Linked DNA regions of Rattus norvegicus: regions 1 and 2 are each linked to region 3. Evidence: chromatin contacts called from public Hi-C data. All regions are on one chromosome and are shown on one strand. Each heading gives the region's core, a stretch centred on a gene start, on an enhancer-like site or on the middle of the called end of the contact. The rest is flanking DNA. Distances are from core to core; before and after follow the strand shown. Region 1 holds the start of Ssr3 (signal sequence receptor subunit 3). Region 2 holds the start of Lekr1 (leucine, glutamate and lysine rich 1). Region 3 holds the start of Tiparp (TCDD-inducible poly(ADP-ribose) polymerase).

Region 1 (3,679 bases), core at 501-3,000, 130 kb before region 3:
TGAGGTAAAACTTGAGTTTTCTTCTCCAAAAGCTATTAAAATAATTTGTCTTACTATATATGATCTTGAAATTCAAGAAATATGGTTGTCTTCTACATGAACAGACTTCCAAAATTAAAAAAATTGTAAATGGCATTGAAAATGTCCCAGAATTTTTAATTATTTTGCTTCCAAAATTAGTAAATGGGCAGTCTAGAGCAATTTCTAGAAAGAAATCCATTGGGTTTCAGAAGCATTCGTTTATTTAATAGATTTGCTTTTCTGATCAAACCATCAATTAAAAACTTGGATTAAATATTCCACCCTCAACACCTATTTCCACTGACGTGTCAGTCACATGGCTCAAGAGGTTATCAACTCTCCAGGCATTGCTCTCTTCACAAAGTATACACACACTTCAAACCAATGCTTATAAATAAATATAAACCACCTCTAAGAAGCCACCCTCCCATAAATATGCAGGTTGGGGTTGGGGTTAGGGTACTTACTTGTGCTTGAGAACAAATTTTACATTCTTGTATGCAAAGGCTACCAAGTAAGTGCTTACTAACGTCATCACGCTGTACAGAACAGCAGACTGGATAAGATCCATATGCCATATTCTCCAGTACAACCCTGAGGTAAGACAAAAGGAAGGGACACAACACATTACGACCCCTTTACACCTGCCTGCCAGAGTTAACTCCAGCTAAACCAGGTAAATGAGAGTCAGTAAATCCTACCCAGTATCTGAGGAACTTCACTAGAGGTGAGATAGCCAATACACTGGGTTAGTCCCAGAGTTCAGGGCTTTCCCGGTTCAGAAAGTTAGGTTGTGGGGACATTGCTAGTCTAGAAATTTCTTCATCTTCTGACTTGAGAACAAACTGAGAGGGGAGAGATCACAAATAAGAATAAAGATTTCATTCATGGAATGCTAGTAAGTTAAAATACAGGCCATTTTAAGTCAAATACTGTCTGTCCCAAATCACTGGTTAACTTGCTGACGTGGCTGCTCTGAAATCAAAACAATGCATGGTCGGGCCAGTGAACCAGGGGGCTCCACACCACATTCACTGCACGCTGAGCTTTTAAAACGGCCACAATAACAAAATACGTTTGGACGTGATTGGCCAGCAACATTGTGGCAGCGTGGGTCAGGAGATGGGAAACTCGGAAAACCTGAGCTTGGAAACAGTCTTAGCCTTCAGGTTGACAGTTTCTCATTCAAAGTCTCGAGTTGCTCTCTGGGAGTTATTGAAATCCTAAACAAGGCTGACCGCGGACCTCTAGCACAGCCTAACCTGTCATTCTGCACGTCAAAAGGATGCTCAGGGATGAGGGGAGTCACGTTGCTAATTCAGTGAAGGTTATTGGTGGGTCTCCCACTGGCTCACTAAAGACCTCGTAGTGTCAAAGTGTTGTGAGGGGAAGGACAGTGTACCAATGAGCGAATCCCGGCCAGAACCCGCGCCCGGCTCAGAAGTCCGCGGCAAGTGAGTTCCCGAGGACGCCGCCGCACCCCCCCCCCCCCTCCGCCCCGACACTAGGCCTCCCCGCCGCCTCTGGCCTCCCCCACCGCGCCCGCCACGTCCCCGCCGCCTGCCCGAGGCTCACAGATGGGAATGGCAGACACGATGAACGCATTCCCGAAGAACAGCGCCGACGATTTGGCGGACAGGTTGCGGCTGAAATCCTGAAGGAGCAGGTCCTCCTCGGACTGCTGCTTGGAGCCGCCTTTGGGAGCCATTGCGGAGCAAAAGACTTGAGGATGGGAGCAGGGAGACAGGGAAGACTCAGAAGGCCGCGTCTACGTCCGCCCCAGCCGCGTATCCGCCCGCGACCCGTCAGCGCAACGCGAAGGCGGGTCTCCGCAGGGCACGCTACTTTAGGATTGGCCAGCCTGCCGTCGCTTCACAAGCCTCAAAACACGATTGGATAGGTAGACAAGACTTCCGCATCCTTCAGGGTACGTGGCTCTCAACGCCACAAGGAATGGCGGGATTTGTAGTTTAGTGTATATTTATGGACCTCAGGTAACTAAAGCTGATTTCCAATTCACCTGCCTCAGTCTCCAGAGGCAGGCTTGGTTAACTGACATGAGCAACCGTGCAAGCAGTACTCTGTTTTAACTAACTAACTTTATTGGTATTTCATTTCATATGTGCACTTTTTATTTCTTTTTAAGTTTATTACACTGATTGAATGATTGTTTCATTGATTGATGATTAATTGATTGATTAGTTGGTTGGAAGGCCGTGCCACAAAGTTGTCAGAACACAGCTTGAGGAAGTTAGTTCTCTACTTTTACTTTCTGGGTCCCAGAGATTGAACCAAATTGTCAGGTTTGTGTCTTTACCCTCTCAGCCATCTGCATGGCCTAAAGTTTGGTTTTTTTATTATTACATCATCATCATCATCATCATCATCATCATCATCAAATGGTGAACCTGAAGGTGACAGACAGGCCCTAGTCTCTTGGGCATGGGCTCTATTCACCCAAGAAACAGACATAAGGAAGTCACTAAAACCATGATGATCTTCAAATGGTGATAACATTCAATACTTGCCTCATGCCTTTACAAATTTCTACCATTTTGTTTCTTTCTATTTCAGCTTGAACCTTTTTAAAGTAGCATTCCACCAGTGTTCCAAATGACACTGAAGACCTCTGGCAGGACTCCTCTGAAGCCGGAAAGGCAATATTAGCACAGATGCCATTTTAACTGACTAGCTGGTTGCGTTTTTCTTTCAAAAGACAAACACAACCACATCCCTTCCCAGCAAGTGTTTTTCTTCACTACAATGCTGTAAACATTACACTGCACAGGGCAAAACTTCCTCAACCTCCGGCTTCCTCTTAGCAGTCTGTAGATAGCACTTTCCCTTTGCTTTATCTAAATGGCATTGATCTACAGAGCAAGGATCCTCACTGTGCTTTTTATCTTCAGTCTTTTTTTCAATTGGTTCTCCACACAGATTCTTCAATACGTTTTCCTGAAATATAAGTCCATCTATTCTCAACAGCAAGTGTCCTCAATTTCATCACCAAAGAAATAAGTAAATAAATAAGAACCATCTAGCGAATTTTCAAGCAAACTGCAAGTGCTCACTTCAGAATCTCTGGGTCCACTCCTGCTGCTGCTGCTGGGTTTTTCTCTGCGTGAATGGGAATGATAGAAAACAAAACTTTTCTCCATTCTTTGCTCCCTAGATTTTCCTGCTTTAGCAAACCACACCCATTTTATTCCTTTGCATTGGTTAAAAGGCTAGGTTTCACAAGCACTTGTTTTGTCCCTTTCTCCATCTCTAACCAACTCATGAACAGAAATTTAGGAGCCTGTCTTTGTAACTGTGCTTCCTTATGGCTATAAAGCAAAGATATAAAAAGAACATAAAAGTTAAAAATCAGAAAATTAAAAGATCTGCTTCATTTTGGGGGGAGGGTATATTTTTTCTCTCTTTTTACCTCACAGGTCCATTGGTTATACACTTTGGCTTCCAGTTTAGTGTTTTATGGGAGTCCTGAATGTGTGAACATGTATGTCTTTGTGTCTATATCTGTTTCTTGTGCCTTTTCTTGGGCTCTTTTCCTTGTTGGTTTTGTCCTATCCTGATGTGTTAGTTTTTGTTTTACCTTATTTTATTTTATTATTATCCCTTAGAAGTTTGCTTGTTTTCTAATAAGAAGCAGAAAGGG
Region 2 (3,913 bases), core at 719-3,218, 140 kb after region 3:
GGTGAAAAAGCTGACTGACCAGTATAGCTCAAGAGTAAAGCACTTGCCTAGCACACGTAGGCTCTCGATTCATTCTGAAACATCACACCCACACCCACACCCACACACACACCCTACAATGGGAATATTTTAATTTCGGTTATAGAATAGGCAGTAATGGGATGGGAAAAGAAGGATGGGAAAAGAGGGGAAGAAACTGCAATCAATAGATAATCAAGAAAAAAATGTCAACACAGGACAGTTTTTGGAGCTGTCGTTTTTTGGTTTTTTTTTTTTAAATAAGTTTTTTCAGTACTTTCCAGTCATATTTCGACCTGTGCTAACCTGCTAACTTTTTTTTTTAAAGAAACTTTATCTACTTTTTTCATTTTGAAGGATTTAGATTTTTTTTGATATTGTATTTTAATTACAACATATATCTCTCCCCACTCTCCCCCAAATCCATGGCCTCTTTTTTCTCTATTCTTCTCTCATACATCCCAACTGTATCTTCCTTGCCCTCTACTCCTCCAGGCCCCTGCCCCCAATCTCCCCTCTCCCCCAGATTCACTGCTCCTCCATTTTTCTTCAGGAAAGTCCAAGCCTTCTAGTAATATTCACTAAACACGGCATAACAAGATGCAATCGGACTAGGCACAAATTCACATGGGGCACCCCTACAGAAAGTCTGGCTTGTGGCTAATCAGCAATGAGATTTAGGTTTGAGGGGCAGTTATAGTGGCAAGGAAAATGGACTCAGGGTGATGTGTAATGAGTAGGCATAGATGAAAGTGAATTACAGCGTTTCCACGGTATTTTACCCCACTTTCAGACGGGTGCCTTCCCTTTTAGATATAAATGCTCAGTAAGGAATATTATCGCCAAAACTGTAGTTATGTGCTCTATAACAGTATTTTTGGTTAATAACAGACCAGTACACTGGCTATACAATTTCTAATATCCAGTGATGTTAAAGTTATGGTAACATTTTGTGCAATGCATAACTCAAGTGTTTGTGGTGATGCTGTCGGAAGCCTTCTGTTTCTAGCACACTGGTATGTATTCAATATGGCACATAATAATAGTTACACAATAGTAAGTAACTGTTGTTTCTGTATTAACTATACCTTTCATGACTTAGGGAAGTATTCACTATTTTCATGTGGCTATTTTCAAACTAGGTATCAACCAGCAGCTTCAATAGTTCTGGCACTATTTTGAACCACTTTTTCACCCTCCTCTCTTCAGTGTCTTTTCTTTCTATTCATGCAAATTATTCTTTAACAGTAATTACTGTCTTTTCTGCAAAGAAACTGTTTTCTTTAGTTCCTGGAGTATCAGCACTTTAGACCGCAGATAATCCTGAAAAAGGAGCAGACTACGAAGAAGACACTAATCATACTAGTGGCCTGTGTTAGTCACCAAGCATCATCTCATCCTGCTTGCTTGTCTCGTAGTAGGTCATCAATATTTGTTTTATGAATAAAGTATGAATAAAGGTAAGTCGTCAGTGCGTAAAAACCTGAGGCCTTCCACAATTTGAGTGTTCAATAGCACGTCTCATTAACAGTTCATGAGCTAAACCTTTCATCTTGACTTTCGGAATAGAATGAAATTCTACGCAAGCCTTCCCCAGTCAATCTGCCCTCGCGGCAATGGCTGAGGATGTGCTGTCATTCCATTTAAAAGCATCTTTTTCCTCCTCTTGAGAGCAATGATTGCCCCTGCAGTAGACCACACTGCCCCCCACTTCCGCTGCCTGTCGTCCCCACGGGTTCCAGACCTCAACCCGGTCCGTCACAGAACCGCGCGTAAATCCGCCCTCTCCTCCGACCCCCGCCGCCTTCGCCAGCTTCCGTCTAGCTCGCTTTTGGGACAAGTGATGCAAAGGAGCTCTGCTTCCGCGTCGGCGACGGCGTGGGCAGTGACGTCACTGCGCTCTGACGTCAGGACAACGTGCAGTGCGGTCGCCCGGGAGACCGGGGAAGCCGTTTTACACCCAGCGGAGTCCCGGGCTAGGTGAGGGTCATGGCCTTTCTCAGTTCTCAGAGGACCAGGCCGGCAGGGACTTTGTTCCGGGGCTAAGGCCAGCCGCGCGGGACGGCGGGGCAGCGGGGGCGGGGAGGAGGAAGGCAGGGCGGCCTCTCGGTGCCTCGGGCGAGGCCTGGGCCGGCGCGGTCGAGTCGGGCAGTTAGTTTCCTGCAGTCGCGGGGCGTGACCTCCCGCTCTCCTGCCCCTGACCTGCCCTCTTGTGAATCACGGCCCGGGAATGGTACTAGAGGAAGGGCCTGGAAGCAGAACCGGAGTTAATGACCGGGCGTGACACCGGTGTAAGAGTCGGAAATGAACCACCAAGGACGTTTCGGCATTTAAGAACACACACGTCTATCTCGTGACCAGTGTCACAGAGAAGGTTCGTAAACTTGCACGCAGCAGCGGCCACGTACTACTGTACTTTTGCCAAGGACAGTTTCCACATATATACTGGGAAGGACCGAAAGGAACTTGTTTAGTAAAGTAATGAATGGGCAAATTAAAAATCACAAGTTTTCTCCTGCTAAAGAGCAAACAGCCCCACAGTTCTTGAAAAGCAGAATTATCTGCGAATTCCACAGTTCTTTTCATGGGTAGTCACATCTTTGTAAAGACCCAATTCTAAAAGACTTAGAAGCCATTTCTTTAAAATACAGGCATAACAAAAATAAACGTTAAAGAAAGTAGTGCCCTTGTAGTCAGTCACCTCGGGAATTTAAGGTGCCTACCTCTTGTAACCATCATGCATTGCTTATCAGAAAAGCAGCGAGTTACTACAGTTCGTACTCACAGTTTACATGGGTTTACAATAAAATAATGTTAAAGACTTCTTTATACAGGGACAAGTTACAAATGTTCTTGGGATGAATCCAACGACTCTATCTTGGCTGCATGAAAAAAATGAGATCCCTAATTTTGTCACCATGTCTTCTGCCATGTGCATTAAAATCAGTTTCTTCTCCACCCCTGTGTCTTGGAGATCCTTCTAATTTACCAGGGTGCCATTTTTAATTTTTCTTTCATAACCAGAAGCCTTCTGATGATATAGTAATACATTAGAGTAGTCACAGTGAAAGGCATTAAATAATAAATATCCCACTGGTACCTTGAATTTATACGTTATTTAGGTCCATGCTTGCTAATACTTTTGTAGATGGTACTTTAAGAGGACATATGGTTGGTTATTTAAGGGGAAAATGGTTCTGTGGAGCCGACGATACTATCGTTTCCATTTACTAATGATGGCTTAACTGAAGGGAACAAGCCTTCTGGTTTCTCACCATGTGACTATGACAGTATCAGATTATGTACTTGGTCACTTGGACCCATGTCAACATCATTAACTCTACTCCCATAGTTAACATTACCAAGCACACACATTGTCTTGTGTTATATGTGGGAAGACAGCTCATTAGTTTTGTTTTAAACTGTAGCTTATTGAAATGAGGGATATTTTGGACTAACACAGGGTTGAGGAATCTCTCCTCCACCAATGATTGCATAGTTTATAAAAATAACATTGGCATTATTATTTTTTTTCCTTTAGTCTCTTGCCCTGACTTAACTCAATCTTAGGAAGCCTTTGCTGACTTCCTATCCCCCACCTAAAAGATAGATGGGTAGATAGGTCATTATGCTTTCTTGACTCTTATATTGCCTTTGTTTAGCAGTCATGGGCCTTAGACCACCTTTTTCTGCTGAGGAATCTGTTTCTGTCGCTTGAATCTGCTGCACCACTGGCTTTGACATCTACTCGTGTGTGTGTGTGTGTGTGTGTGTGTGTGTGTGTGTGTGTGTGTGTGTGAGTGTGTGAGCGCTCAAGCACTCGACATTTGGTATGTGTATTTATGTTCATGGCATACCAGTGTATACATGTTCATGTATGTGTGAACGGTTGATG
Region 3 (3,399 bases), core at 394-2,893:
CACCTTTGCCTTTTCCACATTACTGTCTGCTTATTTTGCCTGAGACACTAGCTAGCTTCAACCTCATGTTCTAAGTGATTTCAGTTAGACTAGCCAAGCCCAGCCATCATGCCATACAGATGAGCTACTGGTACTATGTCCCGATGAAATTCCTAAGCAGAGTCCAGCATCATGAACAAATCAGTTATGGTTTTAAATAACTATGTTTGGGGGGCTGATTTGTACATAGCAGTAATTGAAACATTACTCAAAGTATAAAGAACGTATAAAAATTGTTAGAATGGAATTTTCAAAACAGCATGAAAGAAAAGCAAACAAACAAAATAGATGAGACAAGAAATAAGCACTAAAATGATAAATTTAAACCCAAATATGGCATGTCCGACCTGAGACATGAGGGCTGCAAGTGTGTGTCCCAGGATCAACTTTGGAAGCAACCCAACATAAAACTGTAAACTTAAACCATTGTTTTTGCAAAAATTTTTGATAATCATTTTAAGTTAGCAGGTGAAGTTGGTACAATTTTTAAGAGTTGGAAATACTACAATCTTATAATTTTTTTAAACTAGAGTTTCATTTTGCTTATGTTCTTGTTTCTGAATTCTGCCCCAACCTTTCCACTTTAGTTTGAGGGCCTTGACTTGATGCAATTTGAAACAATACTACTAGGTGATCCTTAATCTGGGTTAGTAGTGCCATAAAATTTGGGAACTACATCCTCTTTTTTAGCATATTTTTCCAGAATTCCACTTTTTTGGAATAACATCTTTTAATTTTTCTGAAATTCAGATTATACTAATTTAATATAATGTTTATTCCCTTTTTAAAAAACTATTGAATACATGAAGTTACAATCCAGATGATAGTTTCATGTATATTTTTGAGGTTAACTCTCGGTTCCCTAAGTCTCTACGAGGGCAGGCGTGGGGCCTGAGTGATGAAGGTTGTAGTTCTAAACCTAGTACAAGCTCGGCGCGTAATAGGTGCTCTGACTTGTTAAATGAATTAGTCACTACGGTGTCCGTGGGCTGTAAAACACGCGCATAGGCATCTCTATTGTCAAAACCCTAACACTGGCTTCCCCTAGCGGAGGCTGAGTCGGTGTCCGAGAACAGGCGGCGGGGCGGGCGCAGCCTTCCCGCCCGTATGGCGCGGGGCCCGCAACCCCGCGAGGAGGCAGCGGCGGAGGCGGCCACTCGCTTCCCCTCCGGACTTGGAAGCGTCTTGAAAGGAGGCAGATAAACAAAGGCAACCGCACCGAAACCGGCCGTTCCGTCTCACATCCTCTCTCACATCGCGTGCCTGGGCTGTCCGCGGAACACAGTGACCCTGCGTCCGCCGGCAGGCAGGTGGAGCCCGCCCCACGCCGCACGCGCCTCCTTTCCTCGCAGGCGCGCACAGGGCCCTCGCAAACGGGCCGACCCTCCCGGACCCTCAGCCGCTCTCCAGTGGACGCGTCCCCCCCAATCCCGGAGCGCAGAGCCGCCGCGCGCCCCTCTGTCAGGCGCACGCGCACGGGAGGCGGGTCCGCTTCCCGGCACCCACTGATCGCCCGGCCCCCTCACCCCACCCCACCCCCTCTCAGCGCTGAAGCTCCGCCCCCAAGACGAGCCGGCCGGGAGGAGGAGACCGGAAGCCACTTAAAGCAGAGCTGGAGCTGACAGGCGAGCGAGCTGGAACCCGGAGAGCAGTTGCGGCTTTCTGCGCCCAAGTCCGCGGAATGGCCCGTGCCCCGCTCGCCGAGTCGGCCGCCCACGAACCCTAGACACCGGCACTTGCCCTCGGCTCAGACCGCTGGCGCAGAGCCGGACCTTCCACGCCGCGCCTGTGCTGCGTTCTGAGGGCAGCTTGCCTGAGGTAAAAGGGCTCGGGGTGGGCAGCGAGCGGTGGAGGGACCCCAGCGGGATGGCGGGCGCTGGCCTCGCCTCCCCGAGTCCCCGCCGGGACAGCGGCGGATCCATAGACTGCCCGGGAGAGCCGAATGCGCTCGCGTCCGTTGGTGGCGGGGTGGGATTGGGTTAAGCTCTGGTCGCCCGGAGTTGGGCAGGTGTATAGATGGACTGGCGCCGCACCGCTTGCGGGGCCGCCGGCGACTCCCCTCGGGGGGTTACTGCCCGGGCAGCCCCCGCGGGAGGGCTCGGCGCTGCGGGAGAGTTCCGGCCGGCGCGCGTTCCGGGCTGCAGCCCAGAAGTTTACAGGCTGTGTTCGAGTTAACTTTGAGTGCGCACCGGTCCCCCTTCCTCTTCCCCGCCACCCGGAGTGCCCGTTGCGGCTCGGCCCCGCAAGCTCCTGGACGGTCCTCGGAGGGAGGCAGGGCCGAGGGAAATTTCATTGTGGACTCACCGTGAGTGGCTGCGGGGAGGTCGGGTCCTGAGGAGGGTGGGCCGGGAGTGAGGGGGCGCCAGGGTTCCTGAGGACAAGGTGAGGGCGGGGATGCTCACCCTCACGGCGAAGTGCGGAGCCCGTTGGAACGGGCGCGGCGGGAGGTCGTGGCTGCGCAGACCGCGGCCGGCAGGAGGCGTCGCTCGGACCCGGGCGTCTCTCCGCAGGCTGTTTGGAGCCGGCGGTTTCCATGGAAGGTGTGACCAGCCGGTAGTGCCAGACGACCCAGGCGTCACGAGGTGAAGGGTGGCGCGATTGGGTTGCCCGCTGCGGGCGACCGGAGGAAACGTCCTTCCAATCTTTATTTTTCTGTTATGCAAACTAATTGAGGAACTGGTGGCTTCCGCACTCCTCTGCTTCCTAGTTTAGTTTCCGAGTTTGGTGGAGGGCAGTACGAGGAAAAGTTGTGTGCGTGCGAGTGTGTGTGTGCGTGCGTGCATGTGCGTGTGCAGACATATAAATAAAAATTGCTTTAGTATTTTGCCTGGATTGGTGTGATAGGAGGAGGGGTGGTGTGCGTGCGTAGGGGAAGGCACAGGCCGGTTTGATACGGAGAGGGAATACCACAATCTGTGCCAACTGAGCCTTGAGGCAAAAGCACCGAATGATGAATAATAACGCCTGGCTTGGCTGCTTTCCAGTTATTTATGTCTCATGTCAGATCCCTCCTTCGTGAGGTTTTCCCTAACAATGCCAGCTCATACTGAACTCTTTTAAAGAAAAAAAAATCTTTTGTACTTAGACTAACACCTTTGTTCCGTGCTTTGTGTTTTTCTGAGTTTTGATTATTAAGCACTTTTGTATACATAGACTTATAAATCCCTCCTAGATTTTTATATTTGTTTTTTAAAGCACGAAATTTTTATCATTTTTGGTTTTGACCTTCAACCAAGAACAAAGCATCTAATGTGCGCCTTTTCTTCAGTAATGCAGCCACAAAATATAGACAACCTCAGTGGTGAACTGTGCTAGGTACCATACTGGACCCCTAATGCATACTTGATTAAATCATAGGTT

Evidence for each region. Hi-C and Micro-C count contacts between places; a contact is called where the count stands out from the background.
Region 1: a contact with region 3 is called in a Hi-C map of Schwann cells, with 4 times the contacts expected there. The contact joins the promoter of Ssr3 here to the promoter of Tiparp in region 3. A contact is called at or near these places in 9 of 12 Hi-C or Micro-C datasets (the A7r5 cell line, Schwann cells, frontal cortex and 6 more) and 1 of 1 datasets of contacts at active chromatin or transcription factors (oligodendrocytes).
Region 2: a contact with region 3 is called in a Hi-C map of Schwann cells, with 5 times the contacts expected there. The contact joins the promoter of Lekr1 here to the promoter of Tiparp in region 3. A contact is called at or near these places in 11 of 12 Hi-C or Micro-C datasets (the A7r5 cell line, the Rat2 cell line, Schwann cells and 6 more) and 1 of 1 datasets of contacts at active chromatin or transcription factors (oligodendrocytes).

Annotation. Positions count from the first base shown.
Region 1 is chr2:151,933,412-151,937,090 of GRCr8, forward strand. Ssr3 (signal sequence receptor subunit 3) reads right to left here and starts at 1,751. Exons shown (of 5, transcript NM_031120.3): 1 at 1,597-1,751; 2 at 489-615. The coding sequence starts at 1,729.
Region 2 is chr2:152,199,214-152,203,126 of GRCr8, forward strand. It overlaps Lekr1 (leucine, glutamate and lysine rich 1), which reads left to right and starts at 1,969. Exons shown (of 13, transcript NM_001115029.2): 1 at 1,969-2,392.
Region 3 is chr2:152,062,126-152,065,524 of GRCr8, forward strand. It overlaps Tiparp (TCDD-inducible poly(ADP-ribose) polymerase), which reads left to right and starts at 1,644. Exons shown (of 6, transcript NM_001107679.3): 1 at 1,644-1,857. It overlaps LOC102554278 (a long non-coding RNA gene), which reads right to left and starts at 2,902. Exons shown (of 4, transcript XR_005500996.2): 1 at 2,344-2,902.